Regions from separate parts of the Anas platyrhynchos genome. Here regions 1 and 3 are each linked to region 2. Evidence: chromatin contacts called from public Hi-C data. All regions are on one chromosome and are shown on one strand. The core of a region is the stretch at or near the end of the contact, and the rest is flanking DNA. Distances in the headings are between cores, read along the strand shown.

What was found. Hi-C and Micro-C count contacts between places; a contact is called where the count stands out from the background.
Region 1: a Hi-C map of skeletal muscle shows a contact between it and region 2, with 2.2 times the contacts expected there. The contact joins the enhancer-like site here to the promoter of VEGFA in region 2. A contact is called at or near these places in 2 of 8 Hi-C or Micro-C datasets (both in skeletal muscle).
Region 3: a contact with region 2 is called in a Hi-C map of subcutaneous adipose tissue, with 1.6 times the contacts expected there. The contact joins the enhancer-like site here to the promoter of VEGFA in region 2. A contact is called at or near these places in 5 of 8 Hi-C or Micro-C datasets (F1 follicle, liver, skeletal muscle and 1 more).

What each region holds. Positions count from the first base shown.
Region 1 is chr3:35,257,664-35,262,113 of IASCAAS_PekinDuck_T2T, forward strand. No RefSeq gene overlaps it. Among named protein-coding and RNA genes, the nearest start is that of TMEM63B, 100 kb to the right of the region's middle. Within about 2 kb of position 2,003, at least 5 of the 8 cell types and tissues checked have an H3K27ac peak or open chromatin away from gene starts, as enhancers often do.
Region 2 is chr3:35,044,936-35,049,131 of IASCAAS_PekinDuck_T2T, forward strand. VEGFA (vascular endothelial growth factor A) reads left to right here and starts at 2,940. Exons shown (of 9, transcript XM_027453982.3): 1 at 2,940-3,957. The coding sequence starts at 3,892.
Region 3 is chr3:35,291,246-35,295,333 of IASCAAS_PekinDuck_T2T, forward strand. No RefSeq gene overlaps it. Among named protein-coding and RNA genes, the nearest start is that of TMEM63B, 68 kb to the right of the region's middle. Within about 2 kb of position 1,621, at least 6 of the 8 cell types and tissues checked have an H3K27ac peak or open chromatin away from gene starts, as enhancers often do. A contact at or near this core is called in F1 follicle, where this site is marked.

The DNA.
Region 1 (4,450 bases), core at 753-3,252, 210 kb after region 2:
GCTGATAGGAAGTCCCCCAGCTCGTGCAGGGGGGGCTGGTGGAAATATTTGGCACGCACTGCACCTGCTGATAAGGCCGGACTCCCCGCCGATACACACCGTGCCTCTCCCTCTGTCTGACTTGGAGTGGTCTGCAGCTCTCATCACCATCGCGTGTCAACACCTGCGCCTTCCGGCTCCTTCCCCTCACCTCACCCCTTGTATGCCTTGGATGAGAGCTGCTCAGCACAGGGGTTGTCCAGGACCCTGAGGCCCTAGGTCCTGTGATGGACCCCAAGGCCCTGTGATGGACCCCAATGCCCTGCAACACCTGGCAGATTTGGGAACTGAACCGTGAAGCATATCACAAAAGTGCACGGTGCTGCTTGCAGCTGCTTTCCGACATGGCTTCGCTTGCAGAAGTCATAATCTAACCCGTGTGTTGGGCAGAGGGAGATAACGGGTGTCCTTCCTCGCACTGGTGCAGGCCTGGAAGTGACAGACAGCCCTTCTAATTAGGGGGCTACGGGGATGACGCTTCAACGGAGAACAAGTTTTATTTATGAGCAAGATTAGGAGGCATTAATTGCTTTCTCTCCTGGTTTCTGCTCAGAAAGGTACAGTAATCACAGGAACATTTTTGACATTGTTGACATAGCTTCCCAGCCCTCCTGCTGAGAAACAGGGACTCTTGCATACTTCAAAAGGGCTTAAAGGCTCGGGTTGTGCCACCACAGTAGTAGTGCCGATCTAGGACTGGGGTGGGGGGAATTTGCATTAGAAGGATTAAATACCAGGGCTATTGTGGAATTTTAAACTGATGTTTTCCGGCTGACCACAGGCCCAGAGCTTGTGTGTGGCATGTTTGAGCCTCAAAAGTGCTCTTGATCCTCTGATCTTTTATTTCATAACATTTCTCCCTTCTGCCCCCCGCCCTCCCTACAAATGTATTTTGCTTTTCTTTTGGCTGCTGAGCAGGCACACATTAGCAAAAGGAATATGTTGGACGGACAGACTGAGAGCTGTCTGAGGCTCAGAAAAGCTTTCTTTGCATGAATTGGAAACAGTAAGTGTCTGGATTACTCTTGCAGTGCTAGGACCCAGAATAACTACTGATGTAAAACACGCTCCATCCTGACCCAAGTGCCCTCTGGTACTTAGCCACAGTGCTGCACAACCACCATGAGATGTTCTTACATCAGATCGCCTTCTGAGATGTGCCTATTGCTTGTGTCTCGTGTAAAAGAGATTATATGCCTAGCTTCGATAGTACAATGCTAAATGAGATGTTTCTTGCAGCTACATCAACATAATGGGGTTCCAGATGAGAAAATACATTCCCCAGGCATCAGTCCCTGATGTTTCTGGTGCTCTTCAAGTACCTTGTTCTGTGAGAGGAGGTTGATCCTGTGAGGATGCTCAGTCTCACTCAACTGGATCAGTTGTGTCCCTGTGCCAACCCGACACCCAGCTGTCATTAGACATGAGCTCGGGCTGCACACGGATGCCTTGCTGTGGCTTCTTATTTGGTCCTGCAGCGGGCGCTGGGTTGGCTCTCAGAGTAGCCAAACCCCTGCATAGCACCAGTAAGTAAAACATGGTTCTTGGCAGGGAAGGATGTCTGGGCTTGGGTGTTTTGTTGTTATTTTGTTTTGTTGGTGTGTTGTGTTTTTTTTTGTTCTGCACAGAGGTGAACACCCAGCCTTCCAACATTAGCCTTGCCACGTGCAGCATCCTGAAGTCATACATGACTTGCCTTGGCTTGTCCTTGAGGCAGACACTGGGAGCTGGAAAGGGCCAGTCTTGGCCCTGAGCCTGCAGGGCTGTGGTTCAGTGTCTGCGCAGGATCCAGGAGGCAGGCAGGCACTGTCCAACTGGGAGCACTGGGGGTCCTGCTGCTGCCCCAGACCACATCCAGCAATTCTCCCTCTGCAAAGGGGCCGTGACACCTCCCTGAGGGCAGGGGCCTGCAGCCTGCTCCCGGCTCTCCCTTAAGTCTGGCTGCCTCCCTAGGGCACAGCCCTGTGGTTTGCAGGACACAGACACCCTCTGTAAGCAGAACTGATCCCTTTCCCCTGCCTCGCGGCCCTTTATATCCAGCGGCCACAGTCAGTGCCAGCTGAAATTGCTAAGGACCTAATATGCACATATTTCTATTCCTGCTCTTTCTTAAATCACTCTTGCTGGTGTTGCTAGTAGTTATTATAATTCAGCAAGGACTTGGCAACTCATCAAAGCCAGCATTTTCCCTTAGCCTGGTGCAGCAAAGTAATAAAGAACAGCCACTGAAGATCTTGGTCCTGTTACACAGTGATGCAGCAAGGGAAATTCAACATCATCCTTCTAACCGTGACTCAGCTTTACAGCCCATCCCCTGCAGAGCAGCTTCCCCAAAGAGGTGGCTGTAGCACTGCCAGCTAGCCATCTATCTAGCACATCTCACACATCCTCGGATGACTCCTTCGGGGGAAGCTGGAGCGCTGTCAGGGAGGCGGCAGAAGCCAGAGGGTGTGCTCTCGCCTGCATTCGACCAATGCTAGTTAATTACTGATACAGCACGAGAGGTGTATGTGATGCTAGACAAACAGCATGTAAGACAGACTTCTTTCCCCACGGAGCCTTCCATATCGATTATGCAGATGCCAGCAGGCAAGGCGAGATCAGACATGATGGAGGGAGCTGACCATGTCACGGAGGAGGATGGTGATGAAAGGAAAGACAAAAGAAGCAAGCCATTTAGAGGAACTGGAAGGAGATGATTTGTTGAAGGGATGAGAAATGGTTTTCCAGCCATGGGAAAACATAACAGAAAGAGGCAGCAGGGATGTCAGAAGTACCAGAGAGTAATGAGCAGACACAGCAGCTTGGGACTCAAAATCAGCACTGCTCCACCTCTGGCCACTGTATCTTGCTTGTGCAATCAGGCTGAAAAAAGCAGGGAATACTCCAAGAGATGGAGTAGAAGGGGCTGCCATGAGTTAGCCTCTTGCAACATACACTGCTATCCTGGACATGCAGTGTGAAGGAATAAGGGGGAGTTGGGGAGGTATAGGCATGCCAGGATCTGCCCTGAGCTGCCCCTACAGAGCTGTATGGTCCTGTATTCCTGGCACCACTTTGTCTCATAGCAGTGTTGATCAGACCTCTGTGTCATCCCTCAGTACAGAACACAAGACAAGAAAGCACCAGGGACACTGCAAGGGTGGCGTAAAGTCACCTCTACCTCCTCTTTGGAGACACAGGTCGTGGTCCTGCCTACTTGACTGTTAGGCTGCAAACTGTAAGCAGGAGAGCTGCTGACAAAAAGGCATCCTTTAAATCAATAGGCAACCCAATGGCTTTCTGATTCACAGTGCCGTGATTCAATAACCCGCTGGAACAAGGATAAGTCTCCATTTGATGGTGTACTTAGCCGGACGCCTTTTTGGAATCCTGCACTGACCACATCAGACCATGCAATTTCTCTCCTCCTTGCCAGGATGCACTTATACATTGGCTGCTTTAATAGTTGAGGTGGCACTTTTATTTTAAGCACTTCTTTTCATTGGCTTCTGCAACCTTCTGAAACCGTTTGGTGTTGTGTTTTTTTTTTTTTTCCTCCTGGGCTGAAATTTCTCACGCTCGTGCTCAGCTCCGGGTGATGAAAGTTTGACGATAATCTGCTGTTGCCGGTGTCTCAGCTCAGTAAGGTGGTGATTTGGGGCTGGGACAACTGGAACTCCCCGATAACCTGATTGGAGGAGGCACAGAACAAATTGCACCCCCTCATTTACTCTGCACGGTCTAGTTTGAAGATTTCTGGGTGTCTCTTCACCTTTGCCTCAGCTCCGTGGCAGCACCCAGAGTTATGAACACCCTCTGAGCTTCAGTCCACGCTATCTGCTGATCCCACACATGTGAGGTCTTGCTGTAGAGTTTATCCCTGCAGGTCACTTCATTTAAGAGACATTAGCAAAGTGGTTGATACTGTAAATCACAAGCAAAATCAAAGAAACCCTACAGGCTAAACAGGCAAAGTCATTGCAGGGTCATGGTGCTTTTCTTTTTTTTTTTTCCTTTGGCATAGACCTTGCTAACGTATAGCCTCTGATTTTGCAGCGTGCCCATCCTTTTCCCAGCGTGCCCCCCTTTAACTCAGCGCACAGAGCTTTGCTTTCAAATCCCGTAGGACAAATGGGCCTATTCACAGGACTAAGTGCTGCCCAGCGTGGTTCCCAGAGCTAGCTTGACTGCTGCAAAAGATCTGGGGCTCTTGATCCCAACTTTCCCTGGCTGTAGGGAGGTGAGCTACCTCTGTGTAGGTTCTTATGGCCCTCCTGCTCTCCTTTGTTCCTCTTTTTCAGCGTGCCTTCACCTCACCTTTCCCACTCCCCTACGTCTTAGTGCCAGGAGACCCTTTCAGACAACACCTTCCCCTCCGTGCAGCTAAGCCCTTGGCAACATGATCCCAGCTGGGTACTTCATCCCTGCA
Region 2 (4,196 bases), core at 1,690-4,189:
CTCCTAATTTAGATTATCCAAATCCAGATTCCCCCCAGACTTGCCCACGAGATGGAATTCTAAGAAAAAATTGTTTTGTTTCGTTTGTTTTTTAACGCCTGCGTTTCTCACATTTCCTGTTCCAATTTCAAAGTGGGCCTGAGCTCCTCTACTAACACTGCTCTGGCTGTTATTTCGGGGACCTGAGAGAGGGGAGAAAAATAAACGATGTGCAGGGAATGTGATTCTTGGGTTTTCCCCTGTTCAGCCACAGGTTCCTTGAGGCGAGCCGGTGAAGAGTTACTGACATTCCTCCCTTTTCAGGTCAAATAGAGGGATGAGATGCAGGCTGTTACTAGCACGGGGCAAGGTATTAAAAAATGGATGCCTAAATTTAGGCTCCTAAATTTGTATTTTGAGCCCCTAAATACGGGCTTGATCCCGTGCCCTTTGAAGTCGGTGCCAAAGCTGCCCCTGAATTCAGTCTGGAAGACGAAGTCCTAAATTATGGTCAGGTTCTTCCAAGTTCTCCGCGCCTCACGGCTCCAAAGCAGTCGTCACTCAGCCTCTGTGCAGATCACGCGTCCTACTCGCTGCAGTGCCTAAACATGGAGCTCGTGCTTTCAGGCGTTCCATATTTAAAATCCTGCCCCCTGACTCCTTCTTCCTTTCTTTCTCGGGAGCCGTGGACGTGAGGAAGACACCAAGGCTAATGAAGCGGCGTAGCCACGACACGCATCGATCTGCTTTTTTTGGTGAGCGGTACGTAGCGCGAGCAGCGCGGATCCTGTAGCAATGTCAGCATCTCCCGTCCCCGTATTTATTACGGTGTAACTCTAACACGGGAGGCACATGAGTGTCCCCACTTGTGCCAGAATTCGTGCAAGTACATGACCGCTTGCACAAACTTCACACGCGCCGCGCTCCTGGTAGCAGGATGTTGGCAGGTGGGAAGATCACAGGATCCAGACGAAACGTAAGACGAGCTGAGCAATCCTGTAGCGGTAATTTTAGAAGCTGGGTTCTGTACATTATTTACAGTACATTGTAGCTCGGTGGGGGTAAGGCTCCCCCTCTCCACTGGCAGGTTTAATCTTTTCTGTTGGGTTTCTCTGGGGGACTTTCCAAAGCGCACCGGCCTCGGGGATTTCATCCTTCCAGAGGAGTGTGAAAACTGCAAGGTATTTGCAGCAGAGCTACGTTCATTCATAAAATGTTCACCTAGCGGGAAGGGAAAAAGGCCCCTAGGGAAAAAAAAAAAGGCCCCTTCTACCAAATACGGGAAAAAAAAGTGAATTATCTGCTCTCTGCTGGTCTTAAGAGCAGAGGCCTGGAGTGAGGAGGGAGCTGCTCGCCGTGAGCTGTGACAGTTCGAAGCAGCTCCTACCTCCAGGACCTCCAGCCTGGCTTTGCTGTCAGTCGGTGAAACATCCCCTCGCTTGCCCCAGGGGGAAGCCTCCTTATCTCCGGGAGGACGTTTTTGGCAGTTGCGTTCAGAATACGGGAAACTCCAGATATTTTGGATGGATATTTGTTTCTTCAGAAACTCTTTGGAACAATTAGTTAAAAAGAAAAAAAAAAAGAGAGAGAGAGCAAAAGAAAAAAAAAAAAGGATTCTTTTGCAATGTTTGAACAACACCCACCATTCCTCTGAAGAAACGTGATCCCTGAGGGGACAGGGATTATATCCTTCCCCAGGGTTTTGGCTGGGCTGGGTTTCTCCCCTCGCCCAGGGGTGCAGGATGCGGCCCTGCAGCCGAGGGGCTGGGTGGGAGCTGGGGTGGCTCCTCGCTCGGATGGAGCTGCCAGCCTCCTGCCAGCCTTCCTCAGGATCTGCGGGACCCCGGCGACTTCTCCCAGTATCTCACGAAGGGGTGACACAAACCGGTTGAAAACAAAGGGAAGAATGGGTCTAAGATGTGCCGAGAGCAGAGATTTTTATTCGGTTTTATTTTTATGTTTCGTGTGTTCCCCTCAGCCAGCAGGTGCCTCTATAGAGCCAACGCTTTGCCTGTATCAGTGGGAGTCTGTGGCACAGTGCTGGAATACCTGCTTTCTAATGATGATATGGCCTTTTCTTTCTTTGGTGTCTTCTTCCCCTTCCCCTTCCTCCAGCCTGTGGCAAGCCCCAGGAAGCTGCCGGCCTGGGCTTCCACCCCATCCACCACCAAAGGTCCTTGGGGGATGGCAGCAGGAGGGAGACTGATACATGTCGACACGCGCGTGTTGCTGCTATATCCCATATGAGGAAATTTCGTGGGTGACACGAGTGAAGGAGCTTGGTTGGGGAATGCCTGTGGTAACCCCAGGGAGACAGAGACACCTTTTTGCCCTGCAAATACCTTCCCAGAAAGCGGGATGGGGTCTGCCTGGCAAGATCTCCAGTATAATGCCCTTCCTCAGACGAAGGCTGGTGTGGGCAGGCCCTGCGACCTAGGGGGGCTGGAGCTGGATAAAGAGAAATCAAACCCAACCGAGGATGCGCCCCCTCCCCTTTGACACCTAGGTGCCAAGAAATCACTGCAGCTGCAAAGCAAAGGGCTTGGGGGGCCGGGCGGCGGCCGGGATGGCAATTTGTCCCCTGCTGCCCCCTCCCCCCAAAGGGCTCGGCTGGACTTTGGAGCGATTCCCACGGGCGGACGGCAGAAGGTGAATTTTGACCCGAACTCACGCATCGCTCGGCGGGGCAGCAAGCGCACCCGTGGGGCTGGGGTGGGGTGGGTGCCTGGGTGGGTGGGAAAAAGCTGGGAGCGCATCGTGGGAACCACGCCTGGGGGTCGGGGTGTGGGGCACGATCCCGAGTGGGGCGAGCTGGAGAGGAGGAGAGAGAGGGAAGGGGGGGGGGCGCGCCGCGCACCCCCTTTTACCCCCGTGGCCTTTTAGCCCAGAGCCGCAAGGACGCGAGGGGAGGAGAAGGAGGGAGGGGAATCGGCGGAGAGGGTGGGACTTCGGCGGAGCGTCTCTCCCCGCGGCCGCGCCGAGCAGTTGCAGAGCGCCGGCGAGCGGGCGGTGGAGCGGGCGCTGCGCTGCGCTGCGCGGAGCCGCCGCTGGAGTGCGCGGAGCCGCCGCTGCCGCCGAGCCGGCGGGGGACAGCGCGCCGCGGGAGCACCGAAGCCCTCCCCGGCCACCGGGACCTGCGCTTGGCTCGCCGCCTTGCTTTATCCTCCCGTTTAATTGATTTTTTTTTTTTCCCCTAGACTTTGGATTTTTATTTTTTTTTTTTTCTCCCTTTCCTTCAAAGCCCCCTCCCTCCCCCCTTTTTTCCCCCTCTTCTCCGCCCCGGTTGCCTCCCTCTCCAGCCAGTTTGGATTTTTTTTTTTTCTTTTTTTTTTTTTTCCACCCCCTTCTGATTTTTTAAAGCGGTGGACGGCCGAGCGGCGGCGGGCTCAGCCCCTTCCATCCATCCCCCCCGGCGGGGGGAGGCAGCAGCAGCAGCAGCAGCCGCCGCCGCGAAGAAGAAGAAGAAGAGGCGAGGTGGGGGGGGGTGGGAGTGCGCGCAGGAAAAGAGATGCATTGAAACTTTTCCCCGCAAACTTCGGCGTGAGTGAGTGCGCGAAGCCCAGAGCGAGCGCGGCGCGGGTGCCTCTCCTCGCCCCGGTGGCCGCTGTGGAGCTCGGATTGCCCGGCGGCGGGGGCCGGGCGGCGGCGGCGGGGCGGCCGCGGAGCCAGCGCTCGGCCCTGCGGAGCGCCCACCGGCAGCAGCAGCAGCAGCAGCGGGGGCCGCCGTATGGAGGGGTGAAGGCGGACACCCCGAAGAGGAACCCCTTTGCCCCCGGAGAGCCTCGCAGCGCCCGGCCGGCGGCACCCCAGGAGGGCACGGAGGAGGCGAGAGCGCGGCGGGGCGGCGGGGCGGCGGCGGAGGCGAGGCGGAGCGCGGCGGGCCCCGTTCCTCCGCGGCGTGCGCCGGCAACCATGAACTTTCTGCTCACTTGGATCCACTGGGGGCTGGCGGCGCTGCTCTATCTGCAGAGCGCGGAGGTGAGCAGAGCGGGACGGGGCTTTTGTGCCCCCCGAGCGCGGCGGGGAACGGGCTGGCGCCGGGAGGGGGCGGGAAAAAAAAAATTTAAAAAAATATATATTTTATTATTTTTTTACAATTTCCCCTTCCCTCGGCTCCCACCTGCTCGCCCGGCGTGTGTGCAGCTTGGGGAAGGCAGGGGGCGAGGCGCGGAGGGGCCGCGCACATGTGCGCGCATTGCACGCCCCCGCCGTGGGGC
Region 3 (4,088 bases), core at 371-2,870, 240 kb after region 2:
CTCCTGCCAGCTTCTGAATGGACCGTGACCTAGGAAGCTTCTCAGCAGCTCCAGAACAGGTCCCTGGGAGAAAACACAGACAGCATGCCACTGAGCCATTTCTTATGAGAGCTGGGCAGAGAAACAAAAGGGCTTTTTCTTCCATGGGAAAATGCCAAATCATCAAAACCTAAATTTTTCACACACAGGGGCTCATCAGTTCTGATGACATTTCCAGGAAGAAGTTTCTCTGATGCAGGAGGGAAAGCAGGTGGTTATTTTTATTTTGGAGGAGGGCAGAGAAATGAAGGAGATGGAGAGGGAAAAAAAAAAAAAAAAAAAAAAAAAGCTACAGTCAATCCACTGGCCAGACAATGTGAGAACCAGCTCAAGGTTTGCTCTGCCTGATCCAGAACCAGGGCTGGATCTGTTCAGGAGTACACTCTGAGCAAACACCTGTGTGTGAGAGAATAGCTGGAGGGGAGAAGGGGAAAGGTGTCTACTTTTTGCAAGACGTGTTTGAAAAGGCCCAGGTTCATCTCGTGTCAGACTAGCAGTTATGACACCCTGCAAATGTCTGTACATGAAGACTCATCTCTAGCCAGACATATGGTTTGAATTCGTCTGCACCTCATCTGCATCCTTCCAGCTCACCAATTAGCAGCAGCATCTTTACTGTATGTCAGGATTGTGTCTCTGCAGGGACCGAATGCCCTGGGACATGAAGTGAGTCCTCTCCTCCAGTCAGAACACCACTTCCTTGCCTTCTTGCACAGAAACTTTCCTCTTTATCAGCCACACTCTGCCATGCAAGTGTGGAGCATGCTTTCAGCTGGGAGAACGCTGACTCCCCATGTGCTCTGGTGATTTACCCCAGTAGAGGACCTTGCCCTCTGGAGCACAGCTAGGATGCTCCCCCCCCTCCCCCCCAAGTTGTTCAGCCTTTTGGGGGTCAAGCCCAAAGAAGCTATAAGTTCCCATCCCAATCTGTCAGAAATGTGTCAAGCTGATGCTGCAATACCCACCCAGTACACAAACGCCGCTCTTCAGGGTCATTCTCTCCCCCCAGAAGGTCTGGCCCTGTCCTGCAGACCCTTGCTGCTGGGTGAAACGCATTTTCTTTTGGCACACAGATGCCTTTGTTCAGCTGGCTCTGCTCTTTTACAGGGATCGTCCACAGACCCTGCACCTCACTCCGAGCTCCCTTCCTTCTCGGTGCCCCTGGAAGCATGGCCTTTTCTGGTTCATTTGCACCAAGGCTCAATTCAAAAGGGACCAGATGTGTTGTTTTTTGGTTTTTGTTTTTGTTTTTGTTTTTTTCAGTGGGCCAGGCTTTGGTAAAGCGGAAATCCTCCCCTGGTGTGGCAGGTCTGTTCTCCTACCAGGTAGCCATTTCAGTGGCTGGTAGGGATATTCATTCCTCCTTGCATGTGACTGGGAGCCTTAATTCCTGGGAGGGAAGAGCCCAGCTTGAGTTCCACGCTCCACAGTGTTACAGGCCTTTGAAACTGCATTTTCTAGTCCTTCAGCTTCTCAAAGGCTCCGAGAGGCCAAAATTTAAAGCAGGTCTGTGCTCTAGTGAGTAACTGATGTAATTACGCTCACTTGTTACAAGGGGAAGCTTTCACAAGAGGGGGAGGCGGTGGCCCCTCGCCAGGAGGTGTGTCCTCGATGACAAGCCGCGGAGCCAATCGCAGGCCCGAAAGATCATCACATTCATACCAAAAAGAAAAGAAACTGCCCTAGGGTATTTATATTGAGGAAGGAAAAAAAAAAAAAAAGAGTTGGCAAAGAAAGAGAAAAAGAGACTGAGAACCTGCAACTTTGTTAACTAACTCTGCAGCTGAATTCAAAAAAGCCAGGCTGGTCCCCCTGCAAATCTTGCTTCCCATCCCCTTCCCTCCCTCGAAGCATCTCTGGAAACCTCTCTGTAAGCTGGAGTGAAAAGTTCAGCTGCCTGCAGTGGTCCTGCTCTCCTCCTGGCCGGCCACCTGGTAAACCCAGGGGGCTGCCTGCCCCTCGGGAGGGCAGGGTGGGCAGTGCTCCTCCATCGGAGGTCTCTGGCACCCATGGGGCAGGCAGGAGCCCCGCGGGTTAATGATTTACCTTCACAGCCCCGAGCACAGCGCCGTGGGCTCCCGGCTCCCTGTATCTACGTTAAACAGCTGGGGAAAGAGACGGCGAGTTTAGCTTTAACCAAGGGGTAAACGGTCAGCATTTACAAATGCTGAACCACCAAAAACCAGCCAGTCACAGGTTATTTATTCCACTTACACAAGAGGACCGTGCGGTCCAAAGGATGAGGGGCCTGGATGGGTGCAGAAAGCCTGCTTTCTGCCACCGGCCTGCTGGATGAAGCCGGGGGGGAAAGCGCTTCCTCTCCCCGTGCTGCCTCCCTTCCCTGCCCTTTTTGGTGCCGTTTCTGTGTGGACGGCGTGTTCCCCGGAGTACAGGCTGTCTCCGACCGCGCTTGTGCGGAGCCGCTCACAATGGAGCTGTAACCTAACCTCGGTGTGAACGTACTGCCATTAATAATAATAAAAATGCCCATCACTGTAGGGCAGCCGTGAACAGCCGGCCCAAACGCTTCCCTTGCAGGCAGGCTGCCGGGGAACAACCAACTCATGGGGCAGGGTGTTCAGGCAAGCCTCCCCACCGTGGCCACCAGGTCCAGCTCCTGATGGCCACGTGTGGCGGGGCTGACGGCCGAGGAAGACACGAAGCCGGAGCCACCCGCCCCAGCCTGCAGCAGGCGGTGGAGATGGCGGGGCGCCATGCCAAGGTGCCTCAAGCCCCTTCATGGGGTCACCATGCCCGCAGGCATCGCTGGGGGGCCGGGCCGGGCCGAGGAGCGGGGCTGCCCTGCCACCTGCCGGCAGAGCCCGGCCATGGCCGGGGAGCCCCCCGGGGAGCCCCCAGGAGAGGGGTGGTGAGGCCGAGGTGCTGCCCATGCTGGGCCCAAAGGGCCCACCATGCCCGTCCATCTTCCCCCTACACCGTGGCACTTTCCCAAGGGAATGGCAGCGGGACCGAGCCCCGGTGCTGGTGCAGAGAGCGGCCTGGCAGAGCCCGTGCCACGCCGCAGAGCTCACGGGGAAGGCTTGGTGTGTTTTTTTTTTATCGCTGCAATTGTTGGTAGTGCTGTGCTTTCAGCACTGCGCCTTTGTTCCCTCTCCTCCCCACCTACCACACAATCGTCCGACTGTGCGGCAGCACTCGCGGCTCTGGCCGCCCAGCCCCTCCCCTTGCAAAAAACACGAGACCCGAAGAAAACTCCTCTGCCACATCCGAGGAGAGGTGGGGAGGAGGCCCGTTCCCATGCGGTTCTGGCCTTTCAGCCGTATTTCGCTGCAGGGCTGCAGTATCTCCCTGGCTCCCACCCAGACAACTGGTTTCTGTTGCCAGCCGGCCGTTCTCTGGTGGCCACACTGTGTGGTCGCCTTGGCGTGGGCCACAAGGCTTCCCCCGAACGCAGAGGGGCTTTTGGGGTGGGAATGGGGGAGAGCAGCGGGGTCGTGGCCAGGTGGTGGCTTTGGGTCCATGCAGAGGCCTGGGGGGCTTGTTGCAGTGCCCTGTTTGAGGGTGGGGATGCCCCCCTGGGAAGATGTGGGCCCTATCCAGAGATGCCCATCTAATAGCAGCTCCAGAGACAGCCCACCTTGCAGGGACGCCGTGCCAGCCCTCAGGCTTGCTGTCTGAGCCACCTGCCCTTTGCCAAAAGTGGTTCTCTGCCCGTCACCCCCTGATGACTGCTGTGCAGACCTTTCTCCCCCTTCCTACTCTACTTTCAAGCCGCCTCCCTTCGGCATCGCTCCCCCTTCTCCTCACCCTGACACTATAGCTCACTCCCCTTCTCACTAAAGACCACCCATTGCCATGGTAACATTGCCTCTTACAAAGTTGTCAAGCAGACACAAAGATATGTTTCTCCCCTGCTTTACACCCCCCCTCTCCCAGCCATCCCAGTTAATAGGCCAGGACTTTGCTTGTAGGGAGGAGGTGGAGGGCTCTTTCATTTCATTTTCATTGTGGAGGGAGAGGTTATTCCAACCCCCGTGACTGCTGAAGTCCACCGTGGAGAAAAGAGCTCTCGTTCATGGACCACCTGA